3 separate regions of the Mus musculus genome follow, and all the other regions are linked to region 1. A link is a contact called in public HiChIP or PLAC-seq data. All regions are on one chromosome and are shown on one strand. Each heading gives the region's core, a stretch centred on a gene start, on an enhancer-like site or on the middle of the called end of the contact. The rest is flanking DNA. Distances are from core to core; before and after follow the strand shown. Region 1 overlaps Cdh23 (cadherin 23 (otocadherin)). Region 2 has its middle 25 kb from the start of Psap. Region 3 overlaps Psap (prosaposin).

Evidence for each region. HiChIP or PLAC-seq counts read pairs in DNA pulled down with a chosen protein or histone mark.
Region 2: an H3K4me3 HiChIP or PLAC-seq map of bone marrow-derived macrophages shows a contact between it and region 1, with 2.8 times the contacts expected there. The contact joins two enhancer-like sites. A contact is called at or near these places in 2 of 115 datasets of contacts at active chromatin or transcription factors (acute myeloid leukemia and bone marrow-derived macrophages).
Region 3: a contact with region 1 is called in an H3K27ac HiChIP or PLAC-seq map of microglia, with 5 times the contacts expected there. The contact joins two enhancer-like sites. A contact is called at or near these places in 3 of 115 datasets of contacts at active chromatin or transcription factors (bone marrow-derived macrophages, embryonic stem cells and microglia) and 1 of 9 other capture datasets (embryonic stem cells).

Annotation. Positions count from the first base shown.
Region 1 is chr10:60,564,646-60,568,588 of GRCm38.p6, reverse strand. The region is part of intron 7 of Cdh23 (cadherin 23 (otocadherin)); the gene reads left to right. Among named protein-coding and RNA genes, the nearest start is that of Gm51803, 120 kb to the left of the region's middle. Within about 2 kb of position 1,703, at least 68 of the 459 cell types and tissues checked have an H3K27ac peak or open chromatin away from gene starts, as enhancers often do. A contact at or near this core is called in acute myeloid leukemia, bone marrow-derived macrophages and microglia, where this site is marked.
Region 2 is chr10:60,250,695-60,254,637 of GRCm38.p6, reverse strand. No RefSeq gene overlaps it. Among named protein-coding and RNA genes, the nearest start is that of Psap, 25 kb to the left of the region's middle. Within about 2 kb of position 2,292, at least 78 of the 459 cell types and tissues checked have an H3K27ac peak or open chromatin away from gene starts, as enhancers often do. A contact at or near this core is called in acute myeloid leukemia and bone marrow-derived macrophages, where this site is marked.
Region 3 is chr10:60,288,523-60,292,465 of GRCm38.p6, reverse strand. Psap (prosaposin) reads right to left here. Exons shown (of 15, transcript NM_011179.3): 2 at 694-827. Among named protein-coding and RNA genes, the nearest start is that of Psap, 13 kb to the right of the region's middle. Within about 2 kb of position 2,290, at least 89 of the 459 cell types and tissues checked have an H3K27ac peak or open chromatin away from gene starts, as enhancers often do. A contact at or near this core is called in bone marrow-derived macrophages and microglia, where this site is marked.

The DNA of each region.
Region 1 (3,943 bases), core at 454-2,953:
CTGGCAGGGCACAGACTCTTGTAGCTGGACTACAATGGGGAAAGTGAGGTAGAGGAGGGGACCTACTGAGTCTCCCATTTGTCAAGAGCAGAATCAGAACTGAGCAACACATTGGAATCTAAGATCAAAAGCCCTGGGCTGTGTAACCCTGAGAAGATGGGTTGCTTGTCTCTGGGTGATCTAGGGAGATCCCAGTACCTGACCCTGCCAGTCAGGACCTAAGCCCCAGGTCACTGGTGAGGTCTCTCCCCATGTTGTCTCCCTACCTGCTTGATGCTCTGACTCCCTTCCCAGCTAGCAGGGCAAATGAATGACCTTGACCTACAGACAGCACACTACAGTCTGGTCCTCTTTGTGACATCCCAGCTAGGCTATCAGAGTAAACACACTGATGTACTCTGGGGGCTCTAGGGCAAAACTGGCTTACTTTCGAGCCCAGCCTACCGGCAACTTGGAACCCAGGTCTCTCCAAGCAAGGAAGCAACCCTCCTAAAAACCAGGGTGTCACTTCCAAGCCAAGCAAGCCATGCTCTGTGGCTCAGCACCCACTTCCCTGCCCTTGTGGCAACTGATAGACACACTCCAAGCCTGAGTTCAAGTTCCCAGGCCCTCCGCCTTCATCCCTCCCCCTGCCTCTCCTCCTCCTCCTCCTCCTCCCCCCTCCTCTCTCCATGTGACCTCTCTTCCTCCTCTTCTTCCATTTACCCTGTTCTCTGACCCCTCTTCTTTGTCTCTTTTCCTCCAGCCTTTTCTCCTTCTCCATCTCTGCTCACCTTTTCCTTCCTTCTCTACTCCCGGAGGGTGGGATGCACCTAGCAGAAGAGCAAGCATCCATGGCTTCTTAACACTTTTTCTGCCAGGATCCTAGTTGAAACCATGGGCCTCTTTTTTTTCTGGGAACCTGGGAGTCTTGAGAGGGTAGCCTGGGACTGGCCACTCACTGAGCACTGGGGAGCTCTCACAACCTCAGAGTCAAGTCGTAGAGAGATGCCTCCAGTTGTTAGGGTAAAGTGCAAGGCCTGGGGCTCTCTCAAAGACCAGAGTGCATATTTTTCTAGGCCTCTGGGCTCCTGGGGCTGCACTGGGAGAACCCACCAAGTCAGAGGAGAGCAGATGGCAGCTCTTTTCTTCATTTTGTGGCACAAAATGTGTCTGTGCTTTCTAGATTTTAGTCACAGAGTGTGCACTCCATCCCAGCATCCATGGTCCTTGGAGAGTGATGGCAGCTGGGATCCCCCACATATGACTACACATAGACTCTTGTGGATGAGCCTATCTGGCCCCCACTATCCCAAGAAGTTGTATACTCATCTCCCCAGAAGATACTGGGGCAGTGGTCTCCCCATTTCAACCTTTCCCAAACTGCTTTGGAAAATGACAAGAGAGAAAGTCCCAAATGAGACAGGGAAGACTTTCAGAATTGAAAATCCCCATTCCCTTCTCCAGCCACTGCTGGCTGTGGCCCTAACCTGGGAATTCCCAGCATCCCCCCGGGCTAGTGGCCTCACAATGCTCGGTAACTTCCCATCCTACAGAGAACTGAGATGGAGCTGGGACTCCAACAAGGTTCTATGTCGGGCCTTAGAAAGACGACTCCCTCCTGGGTTCCCATTGCCGTTTCTGTCCCTTAGCCTGACTCTTGAGACCTTCGTTACCTCTCCAGTCCTTGGGTTTCAGGAAGTGGGTTTTAGAGAGGGCCCCACAGCTTCCGCCAGCCTGGCTTTCCCTGGCAGAGCAAACACTCCCGAGAGCGCATGCTTCTCATGCAGCTTGTAGCCTCTTTCGAAATAGACAGCCATCAGGTTCATATGGATCCTTCCAGCCCCCTTCTGTCCCTAATAATCCCTCCTCTGGGGCGGTATCGATTCTCAGCTGCAGGTTGCCTCTTGGTATGCGGGAGCCTGGTTTGGGGTGGATAAATCGCTGCGCTGTCATCTTCACGCGGCAATTACCCGCTCTGATTCCTCTCCTCCAGCCACGCAGACACCCGCTTATCGACAACATGCTCGCTCAAGCCCCAGCCAGCTGGGCAGGGAGCCCCGTGGACCTGTAGGAGCAGAGACTCTGGCAAGGCAAGCTTAGACCCCCACCCCCACCCCAGCTCTGAAGCTGGACACAGTGGGGAGATGTTGAAAGGGAAGTCTGTTCACTACAGATATTGAGGCACCCCTGTGGGCATGTAGGTGGAACCCTGCATCTTTTCCTGCGTCTCGCATTCGCATGTAAAGAAAGTCATCCCACAGCTGTTCTTTTTCATTGTGCTCCCTGTTGGGGCTTGGAACCTGGACCCAGCTTACGGGCTAGTGGACACCTTCTACAAAGCACCGCCTAGTAAGTAGTTAGAATTCTCCTAGGGTCTCTGTTGCAACCATTAAGCTTCCTGGCCACACAAAAGCAATTATAGATGGTATATATACAGGTAAGTCCAGCCTGGGACACACACACTGGATACAGGCCATGTGACCAAGGATGACAATAAATGTGACACAAATGTTTAACTGTAAAGCTTACTAAAACATGATGATAATTTTTATCTATCTATCTATCTATCTATCTATCTATCTATTTATGGTGATTAGACTGCATGGGTCTGGAACATGAACTTTGGAAATGTTCAGAGATGACAGATGTCAGCATCACAGGATTGGGCACACCTGAAAGATGCATGAGCATGGCTAGGCCACAGATGCTGAGCTCGGATCTTATGCAATTTCCATGAGCTATGAAATACTATCTCCAGATTCCCTCCCCCCCCAACACACGCGTGGAAACGTTGGTGACGTGCACAAACACAGGCTGTGTGGGCCAAGTCCAGCCTCAACCATAGATTGTTCACCCCCTAATACTTTGATTTTTATCTATCCAGTCTGTCTGTCTGCCTGCCTGCCAGTCTGTGTGTTTGAGTGAATGTGAGAGTGAGTTAAACACACAGCCATGTGCATACCACAGTGTGGAAATCAGATAATGACTTGCAGGAGTCTGTTCTCTCTCTCCAGCACAGGTCCTAGGTCATGAGGCTTGCGCATCGAGGACTTTTACCTGCTGAGCCATCTCTCCCTGGCCCCTGATTTGATCTGTAGAGGATCCTAAGGATGTTTTTTTGTACTTGATACTCTTCCTGCTTCCATTCTCCAGATAAGAAAACCGAGGCCATCGGAGGGAAGCATCTTACCTCCCTGCAGCAGGGAGGGATGCTGTAGCTGCGGTCTCTCAGCAGGTGGAGACCCTCTGGAGTGTTCTATGTAGTTGTGTAGAGATACACAGTTGACCTTGCTTACTGAGGGGCATCCTGGGATCTCGGCCCCACAGCTGGAGCTAGATTCAGTTCTGTCACATATTTCTCTGGGACATCTGCTTTTTCCAGAGCATCTGCTTCCTCACGTGGGGGAAATAAAGAAAGTAAAGATTGTTGCTAAGCATCTTCCACCCTAAAAGTCACGGCTCACCGTGACCCTGATTGGCGCTTGAACCACTATCTTCAGTGGCATAATATGTATAGAGATCGTCAGCCCCAAGCCCACCGCCTCCTACAGCAGGACCCTGGCCTCACATCCCACCTGCCTGTCGATGCCAGAGTGCTTCAGTCTCCATTGACCATAAGTCCTGCTCTAGAGGTAGCCTCGCTGTGGTCTTTACAGCGAAGCTGAGCTCAGCGGACCCCCACCTGGGCAGGAAGCCAGGGAGATAAGACCAGCCAGGGCCTGGCCACTGATACCTGGCGTGAAATTGAAAAGCACTCGACTTCTCCCTCCACAGCCCGGTGCCTCCAGTGAGACAACGTAGCTGGGAACGGTGAATGAAATCGAGCAGCCGGGCCAGACTCCAGGCCTCCCTCCACACTCCAGTTCCCCTTATCCCTCCTAGGGGAGGTGAAGGCGCAGTCCAGTTTGCACGAACTCAGCCTCTTTAGGGATGCTGGCGGCTTTGTGCAGGCTACACTTTG
Region 2 (3,943 bases), core at 1,043-3,542, 310 kb after region 1:
GAAGGGCTTGTTGGAGGAGCCGGCTTGAAGGGGTTATGCTCTGCAACAAAAAAAGAATCTTCTGGTGGCCATTTTTTTAAAAAGATGCATTTATTTTAGTTTCTGTGAACCACTCTTCTGCCCGAGAGTATGTTGTGGACCACTGTGTATAGTGCCTGAAGTCTCAGAGGTCGGAGGAGGGCATCAGATCCCCTGCAAGTAGAGTTATAGAGGGTTGATGGGGTGGCCAATAATTTTTTAATTAATTAATTAAATCCCAAACTCTGCCCTTTCCCTCCCTCCTCAACTCTCTCAGCCCCCGCAACCCCCACCCCCACCCCCTCACAGAGTCCTTCCCCCTATCTCCCCCCTTCTCCTCTGAGAGGACAGGCCTCCGTCAGGGATCCTCTCTATGCTGGCACATCAAGTCTGCAGGGTTGGGTGCATCCTCTTCCACCAAGGATTCCAGATGGGTGTGATCTGTGCCTGAGATCTCAGCACTAAAGAAAGCTGAGGAAGAAGGCTTACCACAAGTGTCAGGCCAGCCTGGGCTACAGAATAAGGAGTCTCAGTCTCAATAAATAATAAATAGGTCTGGGCAGTGGTGATATACATGCCTTTAATCCCAGCACTCCAGAGGCAGAGGTAGGTGGGTCTCTGTGAGCTCAGACAAGACAGCCCGGTTGGGCCACAGTTAGGCTACAGCTTTAGAGACGAGCCTCAGCCCCAGTTGTAGGAGGACCCACACGAAGACTGAGCTGCACGTATGCTACCCATGTGCCAGGGGCCTTGGTCCAGCCCGTGTATGCTCTTCAGCTGGTGGCTCTGTCTCTGAGACTCCCAGGGGTCCGGGTCAGTTGACTCTGCTGTTCTTCCTGTGGGGTTCCCATCCCCTTCAGCTCCTTCGATCCTCCCCCCAACTCTTACATTGTGGTCCCTGACCTCTGACCCATGTTTGGCTGTGGGTGTCTGCTTCTGTTTCCAACAGTCCACAGATTACAACAGCAATATGCTGTAATCTATGGAGAGTAATTGTGGGAGGGAGAGAAGCAGGGAGAAAGAAAAAGAAAGGATGAAGAGGAGGGGAAACGTAAAAAGGCCTCTATCTGAAAGCAACTTATATTTGCAGCCTTAATAAGGCTGAATATTTAAAGCTTACTGTTGGCTACAGCATCTTGCTGTGTGGACCAGGCTAACCCGGAAGTCTCCATCCTCACTTTGGTGCTGATGGCCGGGATTACAACAGTGAAGCATTAAGCTTTGTTTGAAAAAAAAAATCTGTTTCTGTTGTAACAGGGATCGCAGGTATGTGAAGGGTGCGGTTTAGCTAATCACTGTAAGTAAGGTGGGTTCCCTAGGTTCCAAGAATTCCAGATGGGTGTGATCTGTGCCTGTGACCTCAGCACTAAAGAAAGCTGAGGAAGAAGGCTTTTACTACAAGTTTCAGGCCAGCCTGGGCTACAGAATGAGGGAGTCTCAGTAAATAATAAATAGGTCTGGGCAGTGGTGATATACATGCCTTTAATCCCAGCATTCCAGAGGCAGAGGTAGGTGGGTCTCTGTGAGCTCAGGGCCTGCTTTGGCTACCTAGAGAAGCTGTGGCCAGCCACAGCCACCCAAAACCCTATCTCAAAACCCAATCAGTCAATCAGTCAACCAACTGATTGGTTAAATCAGTCTTTGGTCTGCTGCTTCCTGGATCCTCGCCCAACAAAAAGCTGAGCCACCTCCTGACCTCTGTTCCCCCACACAGGGCATTTTTGGAGGTTAAGCTGGGGAGAGCAGCCCAGGATGCTTAGGGAAGCGACACCAACAGTTTCTGGCCACCACCTCCTCCCCTGCCCCCAACATTGCACAAGACTCCTTGAGCCTGTAGCCCTGAGCAATATCCATCCTCTTTCGAAATTACTACTGTGTGCAAAGCCAGTCACCTGCACTACAGCTTTCCTGAGAAAAGGGATCAGAAACCTTACCCATGGGACAGGCAGGGGTGATGGGTTCCCCTAGCCGGAGCAGGAGCACCCTCATTGCCCTAGGCCTGAGTGGGGCCATACTTGTGCACAGTTGGCACATGCACACACACACACAAACACACACACACACACATACACACACACACACACACACACACACACACACACACACACACACACACACACACAGTAGTGCTCTAGGGATAGGTGTGCCTGCCCTGCTAACCAGCAGCAGCTGGAGCTCTGGGTCGGTCGCTATTATTCAGATCATTCACACACTATGAGGTCACACACACCCTGCCTGTCCTCAGGGCGATCTTTCTAGGGCCCAAGAAGCCATTTGCAGCAAGAGGCCATCTGCCGAGGGGCCATCTCTCTCCAGTATGTTCTGGCCTGCCTGGGCCAGTGTGGTCCAGTTTACAACTTTGGAAGGAGCCCCCTCCCTCTCTCTGCCTTCAGTCTCCTCTTCAGTGAAGTTCAGATGAGGCAAAATAGAACAGACAATGAAGGGCAGTCCGGAAGTTAGAGAAGCCCCTCCCCTGAAGAGGACAAGTCCAGGACAGGCTCTGTGGTGCCTACCAGGGTTGAGGCACCTTATAGGCCTGGAGACCTGGGTTTGACTCCCGGGACCTCCTCCACAAATCTGTGCCTCCCCTCAACCCTTCCACTATTTTTTTTTTAATTTTAATTTTTGTTTTTATTTTTAGTTTATTTCATGTGTATGAGTGTTCTGCTTGTGTGTATGTCTGTGTGCCACTTGCATGCCCAGTGCATTCAGAGACCAGAAGGGGGCATCAGATCCTTGGAGCTAGCTGCCGTGTGGGTGCCGAGTATCAAACCCAGGTCCTCAGGAAGAGCAACCAGTGCTCTTAACCACGGAGCCAGCTCTCCAGCCCCCTAATTTTTTTTTTTTTTTATTAAAATTAAAGAAAGCCTGGGGCTAGAGAGATGGCTCTGTGGTTATTCACAAACACTGTCTGCATTTCCAGAGGTTCTGAGTTCAGTCCCCAGCACCCACATGGTGGCTCACAACCATCCTTAATGAAATTGGATGCCCTCTGTGTCTCTGAAAACAGCTACAGTGTACTTACATATAATAAATAAATCTTTTTAAAAAAATTCCCTTGAGGGGGCTAGTGAGATGGCTCAGTGGGTAAGAGCACCCGACTGCTCTTCCGAAGGTCCAGAGTTCAAATCCCAGCAACCACATGGTGGCTCACAACCATCTGTAACGAGATCTGACGCCCTCTTCTGGTGTGTCTGAAGACAGCTACAGTGTACTTACATGTAATAAATAAATCTTTTTTTAAAAAAATTCCCTTGAATGGGGAGACAGGGAGACCAGGATGGTGGGGTCTTCCTCCCTACCTGGAGAGAGGGTCTCAATCGGTCTGTCTGTTCCTCCTTGCCCCGTGGAGACCAGGTCTAACCTGTACTTTCGATATAGAGCAAGCTGGCTTTGAGATCACAAGAACCCACTTGCCTCTCCCTCCTAGGTGCTGGGATTATAGGGGTACACCTCCACCTCTGGCTAAGATGGGATCCCTTGTTGAACCTGGAACCCACAGCTCTTTTCAGCTAGATAGGTAGGCATCCTGTATCTGCCTGCCCCAGCTCTGGGGTCCCAGGTTGGAAACAGCCTGGCTTTCTATGTGTTCAGAGGCCAGCCTGGTCTACTGAGGTGGGGTTCAGGAAAGCCAGATCTACAAGGAAAGACCCTGACTCAAAACAAAACAAAACAAAACAACAAAACAAAAACAAATCAATCCAAGTCCCCAAGATGGCTCCGCAGGTGACGTCAGTGGCCACACAAGCCTGGCAAACCGAGTCCTGTGGACCAGAGAACACGAGGCTGTCATCTGATCTCTGCACACGTGCTGTGGAATCGTCTTAGTTGGCATTGTTATTGCTTTGGTGAAACACCGTGAGCAAAAGCAAACTAGGGAGGAAAGGTTACGGCTCAGTCTTCCACATCACTGCTCATCACCGAA
Region 3 (3,943 bases), core at 1,041-3,540, 280 kb after region 1:
TGGACACTTGGCACGACAGTGCCCCCACCCCCACCCCAAGGCTGTCCTAATCTCTGAAGCCTCCACTCATCGCACAGGAAACTCGGTAAGATAAAGCAATACTCAAACCATAACCGAAAACAAATGAGAACCCACATTAGAAAGTTAGCCACAAGGTGAGTGATTCATTAGGCCATATTTATTCAAGTTTTCTTCTCTTGCTAAAATTGGGCTCCCAGAACCCAATCTCCACTAAGTCACACTCAGTCCATCCCACCAGTGGGTCCTAGAATGCCGTCATTCTCTGCTTGGTCTCGGAGGTACACAGAAGAACCTCCACCTCTCAGAGCCCCACAGTAGCATGTTCATTCATCACCATCATGGTGAAGGCAGCAGCCATTGCCCAGTGTGGCTACAGCAGAGTCTCAGGGGTCAGTCAGTGGCCAGCCTGGGGGGGGGGGGGGACGACAGGGAAGGCGAGCAGACGGAATCTGGACTTCCTGAGATGAGTGGTGAATGCTGGGTATGCCTGTGCCTGCACCACGACCCTCACCCGGGACAGGGGGTAGACCCTGAGGGCCCACAGGTGAGTGGGTCACCAAGAGACAAGGTGCCTGTGGGACAGGAAAGGTAAGCAGAGTACAACCAGGGGCAGGGGCAGGGGCAGGGGCAAGGACCAAGTGCTCTGCATAGACACTGGGAGCGGGCACTCACCGCTGTGGGCTTGCTCCAGACCATCTGCTGGCAGTGCTTCACGGCCCCACAGTCCACCGCCGTCTTCACATCTCTGCACAGCACTGCTGAGCCCCCAGAGCATGTCTTCGGGTCTTGGACAGGGCTGGTCAGAGCTAAAGGAAAACCGCCCAATACATAAGTACGCAGAGTTAAGGACTAGCTCTGCCTGCTGGCTGAGAGATCACTGGGTCTCCCTAGCCCAAGAAATACAGACTGTATCGCAGAATGGCTGGCCAGGGAGAGCCTGCCCTAAGTCATAGGACTGACAGGAGGCACGTGTCCTGTCTAGTGTCAGGTTCTGAGTCCTCAAAATCTGACTGGAGTAATCCGTAGCACTCAGGAGGCTGAAGCAGGGGATGGTGAGTTTGAGGCCAGCCTGGGCTACACAGAGGATTTTTATCAGACGCAGAAGATGGGCTAGCATGAGGACCAAACTCTGGCAGGTATCAGGATGCTGCCCCCAACCTCTGATGAAAACAAGAGGCACGTGGCTTCAATCAACCATGAAAACCCCGTGGCCACACTGCTTCACCTTGGACACCCAGGAAGTCCATGTTTGCATCCCACAAACATGTACCCCACACAGACATCCATGAGCAGGCTCTTCCTAAAGACTAAGGGAATGAACTAAGGAGCTGGGCACACGGTCCTGCATCTTCTGCCCGTACTCCAGCCTTGCCGGCCACCACACAAACACGCACAGGCGCGCACACGCACCCCAACTCACAAAAGCAGCATGTTCTCAAGCCCAACTTCCCAGAGGCCAGCCCAGCCCAGCCCAGCCCAGCCCAGCCCAGCCCAGCCCAGCCCAGCCCAGCCCAGCCCAGCCCAGGCTGAGTAATGGGGGTGGGGGTCACTTGGCAAAGGTTCCTAAGAGCTAAGCTATACATACTACCCGAGGCCTAACCTGGGTTCCAGGCCAGCCTGAGCTACAGAACCATGTTCCAAAACAAAAACCATACTGCCTGGTGCTACCCCCAGTGAGGAAAAATATGGTGCCTAGTAGCAGGCACATGAGGAACCAGAGGCCAGCAGGCTCGAACCCCAGCAGACCAGGAAGCAGGCTAACTAACACTGACTGCTAACACTGCCCACTTCCATCTTTACTGGGGACTTGCTATAATGACCAAAGTCATCAGGTTTCTGGGAGCATAGCCTGCAATCACAAGCCTGAGCCACAGCAGACCCTGTGTTTGTTTTGCCTTCCAGGAACTTGACACGGAAACCACATTCAGTCAGCCTGCTTTAGCCTGGTGACAGAGGTCTGAAAGTAACCCTGACCCAGATCCAGGTAACAAACTTAGCATCTTATTCAGTGCCCAGCACACTACCCAGTGAGCTGTCCCTAAGACAGAGGTGCACCACCCTACGGGCACCATCCCAGCAGTGGCTAGGGATCTGAGGGCACAGAACAGAGACTCATACCTGCACTTTAACCACAAGAGCTAAGGCAGTGAAAAGGAAAGACACCGGCAGGGCAGCCCACTGGAAAGAGAAGTGGGAGCACTGAGCTGTGGCGGCACACTTAGAAACCATACTTTAGGGAGGCAGAGGAAGGAGAATGGTCTGAGTTGTGAGCCTCTTATCTCAAAAGGAAAACAATGTGGGGGAGGGGTTGGCTCAGTGGGTGAACCCCAGGACCCACATGATAGGAGGGCAGGGAAAACATCATAGAGGCACACATGGCGGTTTTCAAACAGGCGAGGGAGCAGAGCTGTCCTGCCTATGGCAGGGGAGTGGAGCTGTTCTGGATGGTTCCAGACCCCAGGTCACTGTGCAACTAACTAAAATCAGAGGGCCAGCCTTAACCCAACAAGGGACACACCAAGGAAAGAGTTGGGTTGTCTTGTTAGGCACGGACGTCCAACCCCAGGGTATTTATCAATAAATAGATAATTACCCAGGGCTGGAGAGATGGCTGATACCACACACTGTTCTTGCAGCAGACCTGAATACCTGTAACTCACTTCAGGAAGATCTAACTCTTCTGACCTCCACGGGCACCCATAGTCATGTACACATACATAATCAAAATTAAAAATCTTTTTCAAAAAATGAACCCAAACCACTTTTTGACCAGTTATGTTCTGACCTCCAAGCCTGCAACATTCAGTCCTTAAAACCAATTTCCTTCTCCGGCAGTTGGCCAGCTACCTCTAAGAATGTTCTTAGACTGTTTGCCCGAGCTCCTAGCAGGGTCTGATTCAACCTGCTGTTACCTATGTCCTTGTAGATATGAAGAGCACTCAGCACACACATACAAGTTAAACTCTACATTTCAAGGGCCTGGCCCAGGAATCAAAGCCCGTGGGGGTGGGGACCGTTGTCTTTCCTTCCCCTTTCAGTCTTCTGAGACAAGATCTCTATATACAGCAAGGGCTCACTTCAAACTCAAAGTCCTCCTGCTGCAGCCTCTCTTAGAGCTGCGATGAAGAGATATGCCACCAAAGGCCTCAGTAAGCTCAAGGCCAGCTTGATTGATACACAGGCATACACACGCATACACTCGCATGCATACACACGCATACACACACACACACACACACACACACACACACACACACAGAGTTCCAGGCCAACCAGAATTACCAAGTGAAACTCTGTCTAAATAACAATGGTAACATTGCAATCCCAGCACTGAAGTCTGGGGAAGGACTACTGGGGCTAGCCTGGGGCAGTTAAGTACAAAGCCAGCCTAGTACTCATAGAAAACCCTGTCTCAAAAGCACAAAACCAAGGTTGGGCATGGTGATACAACCTTAATCCCAGCACTGAGAGGCAATGGCAGGGCCATAGTGAGATGAGACCCTGTCTCAAACGAAACAGAAGGCATCTACAAAGGTTGATACAGCTCAGCGGCAAACATGCCTAGCACATGTGGGAACCAGGTTCAATCCTCAGTCCTGGCAAATAATGTAATAACAAAATAACCCAAAATAAAACTAGGTATCACCAGAATTATATGGTATTAAGGATAGCTGTCAGGAGCCGGGTTCCACGGCAGCCCTAGAAGCAGGACTCCAAACACTTCCAGGTAAGATGGCTCAGCAGGTAAAGGTGCTTACTGCCAAACCACGGGGTGGGGTGGGGGTTGTATTCTAGTCCCACTGGGGAAAGAACGACTCTTACAACTTATACACTGTGGATTGTGTCTATACATGTAAGTGTTATTAAAAAAAACAACAACAACAAAAGCACTCATAGAAGTCAGGTGTAGTAGTTTACACCT